Regions from separate parts of the Mus musculus genome. Here regions 2 and 3 are each linked to region 1. The links are chromatin contacts, called in public Hi-C maps. All regions are on one chromosome and are shown on one strand. Each heading gives the region's core, a stretch centred on a gene start, on an enhancer-like site or on the middle of the called end of the contact. The rest is flanking DNA. Distances are from core to core; before and after follow the strand shown.

Evidence for each region. Hi-C and Micro-C count contacts between places; a contact is called where the count stands out from the background.
Region 2: a contact with region 1 is called in a Hi-C map of the N1E-115 cell line, with 5 times the contacts expected there. The contact joins the enhancer-like site here to the promoter of Fam135b in region 1. A contact is called at or near these places in 1 of 39 promoter capture datasets (hippocampal neurons), 2 of 484 Hi-C or Micro-C datasets (the N1E-115 cell line and nephron progenitors) and 1 of 9 other capture datasets (liver).
Region 3: a Hi-C map of neural stem cells shows a contact between it and region 1, with 2.7 times the contacts expected there. The contact joins the enhancer-like site here to the promoter of Fam135b in region 1. A contact is called at or near these places in 1 of 39 promoter capture datasets (neural stem cells), 4 of 484 Hi-C or Micro-C datasets (the N1E-115 cell line, cortical neurons and neural stem cells) and 1 of 9 other capture datasets (pancreatic islet).

The regions. Positions count from the first base shown.
Region 1 is chr15:71,726,159-71,730,543 of GRCm38.p6, reverse strand. It overlaps Fam135b (family with sequence similarity 135, member B), which reads left to right and starts at 2,706. Exons shown (of 20, transcript NM_177819.3): 1 at 2,706-2,875.
Region 2 is chr15:71,607,130-71,612,048 of GRCm38.p6, reverse strand. The region is part of intron 2 of Fam135b (family with sequence similarity 135, member B); the gene reads left to right. Among named protein-coding and RNA genes, the nearest start is that of Fam135b, 120 kb to the left of the region's middle. Within about 2 kb of position 1,263, at least 2 of the 459 cell types and tissues checked have an H3K27ac peak or open chromatin away from gene starts, as enhancers often do. A contact at or near this core is called in the N1E-115 cell line, where this site is marked.
Region 3 is chr15:71,853,567-71,857,974 of GRCm38.p6, reverse strand. It overlaps Col22a1 (collagen, type XXII, alpha 1), which reads left to right. Exons shown (of 64, transcript NM_027174.1): 46 at 671-724. Among named protein-coding and RNA genes, the nearest start is that of Fam135b, 130 kb to the right of the region's middle. Within about 2 kb of position 3,039, at least 40 of the 459 cell types and tissues checked have an H3K27ac peak or open chromatin away from gene starts, as enhancers often do. A contact at or near this core is called in the N1E-115 cell line and neural stem cells, where this site is marked.

The DNA.
Region 1 (4,385 bases), core at 1,457-3,956:
CCCACAGTGAGTAGGTTTCCCTGCCTAGGTAATGATGCCACCCACAGTGGGCAGGTCTCTCTGCCTAGGCAATGGTGCCAGCCACAGTGATCAGGTCTCCCCACCATAATTAACATAATCAAGGAAAAGTTCCCCAGATTTAGAAGATTCCTCAGTGGCATTCTCTTCCCAGGTGCTTCTAGATTGAGTCAGGTTAACAAAAATCACACAAATGCACCAGCTAAGGAGTGGGTGGGTCCATCTAGAAGGAGGATCTAATATCAGGGGATGGTTAGATGCAGATGCCATCCACTCAAGCCAAGAGACTTATGACTGTCATAACAGTTGATGATGGGTATATTTTAAGAGAAGGGGTTTTACAGAAATAATTGATAATGTCATTTTGCCACAAAGGGGACAGCAGTAGGCTTGATGATGTATCTGATTAGAATGTATGTCATATTACCTGTGCACACACACACTATGTAATTATTTTTCTTTGGTTCCGAAGTTTAAAAGTTTCACAAAGGTTAAACATGGTGATACTAGTCTGCAGTGCAGTCCTCTGGAGATAGAAGTAAGAAGATCAAGAGTTCAAGATCAGTCTTGGCAGCATAGGAAGTCTGAGGGCAGGATGGATTAGATGAGATCCGCTCTCTCCCACCATAAAAGTGTTTTACATATAGTGCTTTGTCTTATTCCCACTCCAAACTTGGCATTCAGTTCTCTCTCAGCCTCACTTGCCTTAGCTATTTCTCCTAGTTTCTTATCTAGCTCCCCACACCCAGTGCATTTCTATGCCAATACAATACAAGAAAATATACATTTTCCTGGGTGTTTTCTCCTTGATCCACGAGAGCTACTCTGTTTGAAACGTTATTCTGTACTTTGTTTTCATCACATAACATATCATGGAACTTTCCCGTCTAGATTCTTGAAACATGTTTGTTCCAATGCAGGGGAACAATAATCCCAGCATACTACTCTGCTAGGGATCAGGAAGTCCAAGCGAAAGCGGTAAGAGGCTTGCTTTGACTTTCCAAAGTAAGGTTACGTAGAACTGAAATGCAAATACACGTCATCGGATTTTAATCATATTTCAAGGGCAAATATTTGCAAAAGAACAACACTCATCTTCCCTGATGGAGAAGCAAATAATCCTTTATTCGTCATTCTCCCAGTATTTACTGGGATTCGCATTGTTCCGGGCTTGGCTGGATGCTGTGAAGAGGATCAGCAAAGCAGATGGGTCATTTGCTCTGGTCTCTGTGCCAACAGCACCTTCAGAACTTGACATTCACTGCCACAGTAGCCAAGTAGGCAATCTTCTTCCCATGATGACCAACCCTTCCCCTTGCTTAAGTGCCTTCTGTGTCCCACTGTGTTCAAAGTCAACTTTGTCTTGGCTCCTCCAGTCCAAGCTCTTGTCTCACCTTCCCTAGTGCCCTCCGTTCTAGTCACTCTGGGTGTTCCCTGTGGATAAAAGGACAAAATAAAATCAAACGGTCCTGTTTATCTAGTTTGGGGCGGGGGTGGGGTGGGGGTGCCTGCCCCTTTCATGTGGGAATATTCTTCCCCATTCATTACCATCACCTCTGGCTATACTTGCACCTTCTTCCAAGTGTCTTTCCTTCACCCCATGTGAACTACTGCAGCCTAGTCTAATAGACAGAACACTCAGCTTCCAAATTCTAGCACTGGTTCCACTTTTAAGGCTGCTCTGTCACCTGTAACAAGTAGGACACAAGAACTTCTTGACACTGTCATAGTGAGATGATGTATTCCCAAGCAAACTGCCCGCTGAAGAATGGCTAGTAGATGTGAGTTGCCTTATGTTTTCTCATTGTTGTCATTTTTTTCCCATGGATCAAGTTGGCATACCTCTGAACCCTTAGTGTTTAGCATGAAGAACATCTGTAAATGATGAATGGGCTGTTGCTCAATGACCATTGCACATTTAGTAGTGGTAGTATGGGTCACTTCCAGCTTTCAGACTACTTATTTATTTAGGTGTGTACTTGTTGCATCACCAACTTCTCCCAAGTTTAATACCTCTCTCCCCTGGGGTCTGAAAGAAACCTTTCCTTCTAACTGCATCGCTATCTTGGCTCTGGAGGACAATCTCCGCGCGGAGACTGAGCATGCTCCTGGCCAGGTTGGGCTGGTTGAGGACAGACTTCTTTGGCCCAGCATCTTGCGCCCTCCACAGGCCGGGCGGGCTGGCAGGAGAGCCTATGAGCGGGCGGGGTTTGGCCGCAGGGCAGCCTGGCGCGCCTAGACTCTTCTGGCGGACAGAGGTGGGGGACGCTAGCGGCGCCTCCCAGCTAGTCGCGCAATCTACCGCGGTGCACCGAGGCTGCAGGGGCAGAGCTGAGCGGCAGGGAGGGCTTTCTAGGCCTTGAGCGCGCTCTCTGTGTTGTTGTAGTCTGGCCTTAGGTTCTGGCGTGGGAAGGAGAGCAAGGGCGCTGGAGGAGAGACCCAGCCACGGCCCAAGTAGAGGCTCCCAGTCTTCTCCTAGGCGGGGGAAGAATTCCCTTAACCACATTCACAACCTTGCCTCGGGCACCTTAGCTCGGGCTGCCAGGAGGCCGCGGTGGCCGGGCAGCTGTTGCACCAAGAGGGGGCAGCTGCGGAGTTCCATAACCATAGCAACCGCATCAGCACCACGGCGGCAGTGGCGGCGGCGGCGGCGGTGAGGGCAGCATCCGCTTGCTCCTCCTCCAGTCAGCCTCTCGGTAGAGACCTGAGACAGCTCGCAGGTGCCGCCACCGACTCCTTGGTCCGCCCACAGTCGCTGCCGGTGTTGGCTGCTGGAGAAGGAGACCAGAAGAGAGCGGGACCAGAGCTGGAACAGGGCCCTAGGAGGTGAGAGAGAGAGCCCTGCAGTGGGAGACAGGTAGGTGAGAACGCTGTGGGGGTCACCAGCTGTAAAACTCTTTCTGTGGCAGTGACGTTTCTGGAAGCGTGGTTGCTAGTTGGATGGCTTTCTATTACTGAGTAGAGATTCTTCCGCGATTTTTTTAAAAAATATATCTTTCTCTATTTTCCCCTCAGATATCTCTGCCCTCTGATCTTGCCCCACTTCTGGGCAAAGCTTAGAGACAAGAAGGACCATTAAATGTGATTGTGTGAATGTGGTGGTCCTAAGGGGCTTATTTAGACCTGTTCAGGTCCTCTGAGCCACTGAACCCAGGACAGGCTCAAAAGAAGACCTTGTGGAGGTGGAGGGGCTATGGTCTCTGTTCTATGTGGGGCAAAGCTGACTCAGAGACCATCTCTTTGGAGGGTGGAGAGCACCGTAGTTCATCTGTGGCATGGAAAGGGGCTATAACACACAGTAGCTCTTTATATGTATAGCAGTCTTTAAAAAACAACCACTGCAGGGGGTGTTTAGACCAGGTAGTAGTAACTCTTAAGGTTTGGGGTATGCCCAGAGTTTACTATTCTATAGATAAGATGTTTTGGTCATTGGGGGATTGGATGTTAACAGAAATAAAATTTTAACCAGAATGGAGATAAGAACACCACCCCCATTCTCTTCACCTACTTTTTCCTCCCTCTCTGATGCCAGCAAAACAAACACTGTATGGTGTTAGAGACACCCTCTGTCTGGCCCTTGGCTACTAAAGAACTATCCTACTTTCAGACAGATGGGGAAGAGAACTCCACTTCAATCCCTCATATAATCTAGGAGGGCAATCTTTTCCACTGGGCTCCAAAGCTCTTAATGTTAAATTTGTTTTAAACCCTGGGTGCACCTGATGTATGACGGACTGTTATCTGCATCTTTGGGCTATAGTGAGGGCTGGAGATTGGCACATGATTTAATCCAGTTCTGCTGGGAGAAGAACACCAGAAGACCCGAGGAGAGGGAGGTGCGTTAGCTGAGTAATTTGATTCAAAAGCTTTTCATAGACTTTAGCAGATTTCTGAAGAATTTCCAGGATGGATAGCCACTGCCTGTGAAAGGATTCTCCTTTTATATCTTAGCCCCAGGGGACTGTGGTAAGTCCCAGTTAAAAGGGTATGTTCTTTAATTGGGCTTTTAATTTATGATGTAGTTATGTTACCCAAGAGGATGTGATCTAGCCAGCATTTCATCTGGGGATTTATACCACAGCGAGGACAATATATTATAGCAAAATGCTATACTGTAGTGTAGAGGAAAGAGGGCAAGATTCTGGAGTCAGAAACAAACAGGTCTGAACTCTGGTTTCATCATACCTGTTGTATGACCTTGAATTGCTCCTGTCTTGTTGGGATGTTTTTTTCTCTATAGAATGTGATTCTAGCAACCCTTAGAGTTTGCTAAGCTCTCATAACAATAAAATTTAATGGCAGAGGATGCAAATGTGGTGGGATTTTAAAGTCTTATGTATGACTAATGCAATTTTAAGAAAGTCATT
Region 2 (4,919 bases), core at 14-2,513, 120 kb after region 1:
TAAGAAGAGTCTATTTGCCTTTCTTGCTATTCTCTTTGACCTGAGAACTGTGCTGTTTCATCTACCAAATGTCTTTGAATATCCTTCTGTTGTGGAAACTGCAGACACTCTTCAGCTTGCTTTCAGAATGCTACTGGGCACAAGAAGGCAGCAGACAAGCTCTTATTTTATAGAGAGCAGCAATGTTCTAAGGAATAATTTATATAGATAATAATAGAGGAATGGGGCCAGGCAGTGGTGGTGCATGCCTTTAATCCCAGCACTTGGGAGGCAGAGGCAGGCAGATTTCTGAGTTTGAGGCCAGCCTGGTCTACAAAGTGAGTTCCAGGACAGCCAGGGCTACATAGAGAAACCCTGTCTTGAAAAAACAAACAAAAATAACAATAATAGAGGAATGGTTAATTACAAGACCCATTCTGTTCATACCTGTCTATCATCTATGTATATTTTTAGCCCATTTATACCTGAAAGAGAGAAAAATGTTCACTATTTTTTTTTATTTTAATGTTTCAAGATACTTATTTTCAAAACAGATCATAACACTTACGCTTTTGGACACTGTTGCGGGATGAACTGCAAATGCTTACTCAGCATCTCAGGGGCACAGTTAAATATCCTGTTTGAAAGGTGAAGAAAATGCATATGAAACAAATATTCAAAGTTTCCATAGAAACAGAGAAAAGCATGGCCACTATTTTCTGGCCTTCCATATGGCTACATTTGTGCCAACTTTATTCTAACAAAGACACTTTCAAAACAAGTATTAAGTTAAAAATTTCCATATGCAGCGTCCCTAATGAAAGATAAATTTGCAGGTAACAGTGGCAACAAATGCAAACCCTCATTTACAATGTGAACAATTGAGATGGACCTAATATTTGTTATTTAAAAGAAATTCAAACTTCACTTCTAAGTCTTATTTCTCAAAGGTTTTTCAGTCAGTCTGGTTTTCCTTCTGAGTTATATTTTTCACCATTTGATGTTCAGATTCGTCTCTTGTCTTTCCTCAACCCCTTTCCTTTATCTTATTTTAAAGATGTCTCTTCAGAGGTTTTAGATGAATAACTTCACACAAAGGATGTATAATCAGTTTTGTCAGATCTGGCATAGCCGTTCAATTGCTCACAGCCCTGTTAGGATGGAAATCCCCTTTGAACAAATACACCTGCCACTTTTATGCTGAACTCAAATGCTGAGTTTATAGGTCTAGTGATCCTAGGGAGAAAAATGCCATCTTGTGTTTCTGCCCGATGTTTCCCATTGCTACCTAATGCCCAGCGACAGCCAGTCCCCCTGTGAAATTAGCTAACTGGCCCTGATATGCTTTAATAGACTTTGAAATACAATTATCTTTGCTTGCCAGAGATCATCTAATTGATTTGTCTGGTTCTGTCAGAAACAATCTTGTTTTAACTTCCTTTATTAATCTGTATTGAGATTCTTTTCATTCTGTCCCACACTTTTGAGAGGGTATGAGGATTATTCAGGTTTGAGAAAACCATTGAATACCCATGTCTTTTTAGGAAAAGGGGTAGTGGTAGGAGCATAGTGAAGGCAAACTAGAGTAAAGTTCCCAGGCCTCCTCACAGTAAGACACTGCAGAAGCTTGGAGATCCCTGCACATGGTCAGACTCTCTGCAGAAGTGATGGACTTAGTACTTCATTCCAGTCAGGTCTGTGATTTTCAGTTTAAGATGAAAAAATGCATTTCCCCAATTTTCTTTAAACCAATTTGATTTTTCAGTATGTATTACTCTTGGTCAGGCATAAGAGTATAGCTAAGTGTCAAAATCTCTGATTTTTTTTTCTAAAATGGTGTAATCATTATTTTAATAAAGTTTGATCACTCTCCATGAAATGTCATTATTATCTCTGTGAGGACTGACCTGAATTCAGTCATCTGTGTCCTTATACACATGGGCTTTGTGGGTTATTTATTTTATTTTTTTACAGCAAATCCATATAGATAATAATAATGCCCCAGGCTTGTTTTTACCTTATTTGCTTTTTAATCTGTGACTTCATGAACCTGCTGCTTTGAGCCTTTTATCCTCTTAACCCCTGGTGAGGACATACTCAGCAGGTGTGTAAAGCAAAGAGTTCTGCAGGGAAGGAAATGTTGAACTGCAGGGGTGGAGAAAGCTGCCTGTGAGCTCAGAGCCACCCAGAGGGCCCAATTACCCCCTGGTGGAATCAAAGAAAAGCAGAATGCCTCTGGGACTTTCACTGGCACTCAGTGAGTCTCACCCACTTCTCTTTAACATTTTATTCTTATATATTAATTGTTTTTGCATTACAAATGCGGTTATGTACATGCAGCAGAGAACACACAGAGGATAACTTGTTAAAAATGAGTCTCTCCTTTCTCATTATTGAGGCAAGGTCCCTCTATTTGTTTCTACCATGCTGTGTACTCCATGAGCTTGATGATTCTTCTGTCTCTGCTCCCATCTCCAGCTCTTGATTACAGATGCACACCATAGCATCCAGATTTTTTCAAGGCCAAACTCAGGTTATTAGGTTATTAGGTTATCAGGCTTGTGTCCAAGTGCATTTTCCTGCTGGGCCAACTTGCCAGCCTTCAAATAGATCTATTAAGTAGAATGAAATGCATATGGCCTTGGGGACAGTGAAGTACACAAGAGAACATTTAAGAATGGGAGTGTTGGCTATAGTACCTCTAATTTCCAGTAGCTGGGACCTGTGGTCAAGGTGCTAACTTCTCTGTTTGATTTCATCCTTGCCTATCTTTATTATATGCTAATGAATGTTTATAAATTACATAGGAAAACTGAGATCAGGTTTTGCAGAACTAGCCAAGAGAGCCTTACCTACCAGTAGTTCTGACTTAATTCTGAACCAAGCATCTTCACTGGGGAGTGTCATAGATGGAAACCCCACTGTCCTGCTTAGGGTTTGAGTCCAGTTTTCTTACAGCATCTAAAGTAGGTGCTTCATACCCAGAATTAGAAATTCCTCAAAAAAGGCATTCTTATCCATGGAAAACCCAACAACGTGATGCAGATTCTGTTCTGTAGGAGACATCACATTGTCTGTTCTTTAATAGTTTGTATCCTAGAGATTCTGCCATAATAAAGAGAAAGAACCAGGTTCAAATGCAAGTTGTTTAGAAGGTCCTATGGGGGAGAGAGATAAAAAAGACAGATCAGAAATGGAAGTAGAAACAGACAAACTATTGAAGGTACAGGATAGATACCCGGTCACCCATAAAATAGCAGGAAATATTACTTGAATGAGGGATGTCACTAGCCAGGTAAGAATAAAAAGGAACCTCAAGCCTTGGGAATACATTGTGAAAAGGTCTAGACGAAGAAACGGCCTGGGATCTTATGAACAGTACTACTCTACAGAAGAGAATGAGCGAGAAGTGGTGTTTTTGATAGACTAGGAAAGATAGGACTGGTCAAGTTGCAAGGGGGATTGATTGTAAAGGGCATAGATGTTCTGTTTTGAGCTAGAAGTCCATCTCATAGATAAGGAGGGCTATAAACAGTATAAGAGGGCTGATCAGGTGGGTTACATAATGTCACTTTGAAGACAAAACCTATGACAGTTGGCTTGGGAAGATGTTGGAAAAGGTGGGATAGCTCAGAGGGAGGAACTAAAGAAGTCTGGGATAGTAGAACCAGAGAACTAGTGTTTTTCACTGTAGTGATGGGGGAGAGTAAAGACAGAGCAATTCTCCATTGGGTGAATTATGCAAAAAGGCTTAGGAGAAGAATCAGGTGGTAGTAGTAGTAGTAGCTGATGTGAGTCCATATGCCTTCAGTTCAAATGGCATTTGGATGCCTGCTAGAATCTGGATTGAGTTCTCTCAGTTCAAGGGCATTGCTGAGCCTAACCAAAGTCATGCAATGACCATGGCTCTGTAAAAGCTTTGTAAGCTCAAACCATATACCCACACCTTCACTGTACCCACTCTTGAGATGCCATCAACAGCCCTATGAAATAGATATGATTTTCACCTTATGATCAGAACAAAGACAAAGCTTAGGCAATAGTGTTTCTCCTCGAGGTGACACTTTAGTGATGTCGAAAGGAGAAGAAGTGCAGAGGATTCCTGGAGGAGGCAAGCCAGTAAGCAACATTCCTGCATGGTGGTTTATGATGCAAGCTTCTGCTTGAATTCCTGATCTGGCCTCCTCCTTTTAATAATGGGCTGTAACCTATAAGCCAAATAAACCTTTTCCTCCTGAAGCTACTTTTGGTCACAGTGTTCATTATAGTAACAGATACCAAATTAGAACAAGGGTGAAACCCTGTTGGTACTACTGGTACTGCTGGGCTTAGAAGAGACTTTAAGAGATTGGGTCTTAAGGATGTTGAACATTTTTTCAGGCTCTCCTGGGCATATATCCAGAAGATGTCCCAACCAGTAAGAAGGACACATGCTCCACTATGTTCATAGCAGCCTTATTTATAATAGCCAGAAGCTGGAAAGAACCCAGATGCCCCTCAACAGAGGAATGGATACAGAAAATGTGGTACATTTACACAATGGAGTACTACTCAGCTATTAAAAAGAATGAATTTATGAAATTCCTAGGCAAATGGATGGACCTGGAGGGCATCATCCTGAGTGAGGTAACCCAATCACAAAAGAACTCATATGATAGGTACTCACTGATAAGTGGATATTAGCCCAGAAACTTAGGATACACAAGATATAAGATACAATTTGCTAAACACATGAAACTCAAGAAGAACGAAGACCAAAGTGTGGACACTTTGCCCCTTGCTAGAAATGGGAACAAAACACCCATGGAAGGAATTACAGAGACAAAATTTGGAGCTGAGATGAAAGGATGGACCATCTAGTGATTGCTATATCCAGGGATCCATCCCATAATCAGCTTCCAAACGCTGACACCATTGCATACACTAGCAAGATTTTGCTG
Region 3 (4,408 bases), core at 1,790-4,289, 130 kb before region 1:
AACACACAGGAAGACTCTCCAACTTTATCAGCCAGGCAGAATGTTCTACGCTGAGTGCACTAGATATTTATTAATGCCCAAAACATTAGATATATGTGGCTGAGTTTTTAGTTCTAGATCGGATCTCCCCCATGGTGGCCCTGTGTTATAATTCCTTTAATTTTTGTGTGATGATCAGTCAAGGTCTTTCCATGGCTTTCAGTTTAGTTCTGAGTGTCACACCATCCCAGTCCCTCTTCCCACATGAATGTGCAATAGAGCTGCCCAGTGAACTGGAGACTAGGAAATTGGGTTTCCTAGGATGAAGAGTTGGACAAGGAGCAAATGTGGGAGAGGCAGTACAAGGTGGGAGTACATTGTTCACCCTTATTGCAAAAGCAGTGAACTGTTAATTCCCATCATTTTCTGCTAGTCACAGATCAACTATGTGAATGTGGGAAGGAGGGGGTATTGGGCCACTTTGGTAACTGAATACCACATCATTACTTGCTATACATATTAGTGGTTGTTAGACCTATGATTTCATGGCCATGTTTGATAGCATGCTTGCCCACACATAATGAAGAATCTAGCTGCCTTATAAGGTTTATGCCTGATGATAATTTCAACATGAGCTTTTCCTCAGAATTATTATTTTCTTAATTTCTACATCCTTTTGTCTCTACTACAGGGAGATACCGGGCCTCCAGGCCCCCCTGGGCCTCCAGGAGTAGCTGGACCACAGGTCAGTGAATCTCAGTAAACATTGTATATTCTCCTACGTCACTGCTTCATCTAAGTTTGAGGCAAGTACTGCCCAACAGCCTTAACATCTGGGAAGTATGGCTTCAGGTTGTATCTCTAACTTTCTAGTGACCTGGAAAGCTATGTGCAGTCTGCAAGCCTCAGTTTCTCCTCTGCAAACATGTGGTACACATAGTATGATCATCAACAGTACTGAAATGTACTGGATAAGAATGAATTTAGTATCCGATACTTCAACTTCGCGGCATAGAATAAAACAGTGTCCAGAGGAGTGCTAGAACTGAATTATAGGATGATAAAATAACTGGTGATCGATTAAAAAGCAGTGAGCCAAATGTTTCATAAATGTGAGTGAGCTCTGTTACCCTCAAGGGAACACAAGGCCCACACTTAAAGTTAGCTGTGCGAGGCCACAGGGTTGGGAAGAGGCCACCAGGGAGGAAAGAAGCATGATCTCTGCCAACGATCAGGCAGGGAAATGCTCTCTGCTTCTTCATTCATTTATTTCAAGGGGGGGTCACACAACACAGTGAAATGTGGTGCTCAGGGTATGACTTTCGGGAGTCAGGAGTCTCCTTCTACCATATGGGTCCCAAGAATCAAACCCAGGACACCATGCTTGGCAGCAAGCATTTTTACCCACTAAAGCCACCTCATAGTAGCAATTCAGCTATGAGAATGCACAGAGCTGGGTTGGATCATGGCAGATAGACCTACTTCCCACTGTTGCCCCCTTTTGATGCTCAATAGTGAGTCCTCTCTGGCCTCTGTGGCCTCTGTGTTAATAGTGAGGGAGGATTGGTTCTTTGTATCTCTTCCTGTGTTCTGTCTTTATGGAGTGTCACTCTTCTAATAGTGTGGATCACGGGGATTTGAGGTCAGGAGCGAGGCATGGCCTTGGACTCTTGGCTTATGACCTTTGGAGGGTTTCTTAACTTCTCTGCCTTTGTTTTAATGAACAGAGGAGTGTCACCATGACAACTGAAGGTAAAATGCTGTCATCGGTACTTGGTAACTTACAGACTCTCAGTCTGTTTATTGTTCTTCCATCCCCTGGGGTCATAGCCAGAAAGATGGTACATATAAAATCTTAGAGGTGGCCAGAAACCTCAGTAATGAAGTTATAAAAATTGTTTTAATGCAATACCATTGGGAAATTTGAAATGGATATGAAAAACCAAAAAACAAAACAAACAAACAAATAACAAAAGATATAAACAATTGAAACAAAGCCAAGACCAACTCATACATAACTGACGGTCCTCATACCCTTTGGTTAGTCCCAGGTAGTCCGAAGCCCTCTCTGGTTACATTTTGAAAGTCTCTTCATTTTGGATTCTCTCAATTGATTTTAGATTTTTAGAATATTTCTTTGGAATGTGCTTTAATCTTGGGTACTAATTATTTTTTATCAAATTGCTTGGATTGATTAGGTGGCTTTAGTGGGTAAAAATGCTTGCTGCTAAGCGTGGTGTCCTGGGTTTGATTCTTGGGACCCATATGGTAGAAGGAGACTCCTGACTCCCGAAAGTCATATCCTGAGCACCACATTTCACTGTGTTGTGTGACTCCCTCGAAATAAATGAATGAATAAATGTAAAACAAAAATTTCAAAGGTGAATTTTTGCCTTGCCTCAGACCCAGCCCTTCAATATGGTGTTGTCTTGTGTTTGATTTATGTTTATTTTGTGTATGTAAGTATTTTGCCTGGATGTAAGTAAGTACACCGCATGTATGAAGGACCTGTAGAGCCTAGAAGAGGTCACTAGATCCTCTGGACCTAGAGATACAGATAGTTGTAAGATGTCATTTAAATACTGCAAGTTGAGCCCAGGTCCTCTGCATGAACAGCCAGAACTCCCAGAGCTGCATATCACTACAATCACAAAGCAATAAACCAAACAAGGTAAACGTAGGTGGTCTGACCATAACCAGAAGATGGGTCATGAGAAGAACTATCTAGATCTCTTAGGCCCTGCCAGGCAGGTTCAAATGCTGATCGTTTGTGATCCATACATATACTTGGTCAAGATTTAGATGGTTTTGATGCAGTTAAAGAATTTGGCTTCAAAAACTGACGTTATTTGTTTTCCTTGAACGCAGACCTGGCGATTTGGCCAAGGGCAGTTTTACATTGAACAGTACCAACAAAGTCACATCATTGAATGTGCTCCTGCTCAGTGCACATAAGGCTCCCTCTCTGATTCTGCAAGGAAGGCTCATGCATTCCCCTGGAGAGCTCTGAGAAATGATGTCAGCTGTTTCTTAGTTGACCTTTACTGCCATTGTTCTGACTGCCAGGCTTAGCCTCTGACAAGAAGCTGCCTTTATCTAGAGAAACAAAAGTGAATCAATCAAGCCAGTGTACTCCCTGCATTGGAAACAGACAATTTTCTCTGTCATCTCTACCCAGCAGGAAGCACTAATGTTTTGGGATGGTGTATCCATTCCTGTTCTCTTATTATTCACTCCAAGGGAGGGTGTTCTTTAAATATTTTGAAAGAGCTATGGCCAGAAAAAGAACAAAGTGCTGTGTTGGAAAGCCAGGGCTCTTGTTCCTCCAGTAGATAACTGGTGGTGATCTTGAAAAATCTTTGGGGCTCAGAGACAAGGCCTACAATAGAAGTATTCTAAGGGCAAGGCTATCACCTACGTGATATGGCCTCCTATAATACTGAACATGATCCTGTGAGGGAAAGTGTTTCATTTTATAGATAAGGAATCTAGAGTTTAGGAAGACAAGATGCCAGAAATCAAGGCTGAAGATAGTACAGCTGAAGTTGACCTACAAGTCCATAGTTCACCATACTTCTAGCTACTCTAATAGCGACACCCGTACCAGCACCTAGAACAGCTCCCATTGGAGACCCCTACTCCTTCTTTGTGGCCTGCAGCAAGACTACTGGGATAAAAACCTATCCTTGTTACCATGTACTGTTGATGAGTGATGGAGGACTTGATGCCTCCTCTGAGAACTCGCAGGCTGTTGTCTTGGTTCTTGGTGTCCAGTTTCTCTGCTTTTCACTTGTCCCATGGAGATCTGTTTATAAAAAGATAAAGAGTGAAAGGGTATATTCTATGGAGGGGTAGTCAGATATGGGGGAAAAGGATGCCTTGGTGGACCCATGCCAAGCTATCCCTTTCCCCTGAGGGACCAGCCATACGATGGTATAGTATAGAATAGAGTTTATTCAGGGTATGAGTTATGAGGGGAGTTAAGAGGGTAATAGAGGCAGAGATAGGCAGAGAGAGGGAGAGAAAGTAGAGAAGAATAGAGGCCTGCCATAGCCATGGGCGTGAGCACATTGGAGAGATGGGGAAGAGAATGGGGAAGGCAGGGGGGAAGGAAAGAGCCCAAGAGAGCAAGAGAACAAGAGATCAAGAGAGCAAGGAGGGGGCAAGCAGCCCCTTTTATAGTGGGTTAGGCCTACCTGGCTGTTGCCAGGTAACTGTAGAGAGGAGCATACCTGGCTGTTGCCAGGTAACTGTAGAGAGGAGCATACCTGGCTGTTGCCAGGTAACTGGAGGTGGAGCTTAGACAGAATGTTAACACGTAGCACTTTCCACAAAACAGACTTGTTTCTTCCTTGTGTATCCTTGCCCACCAAACGTTATCTTTGCAAAATTTCTGAGCACAAAGATGTGTTAGTCGGCAGAAAATGTT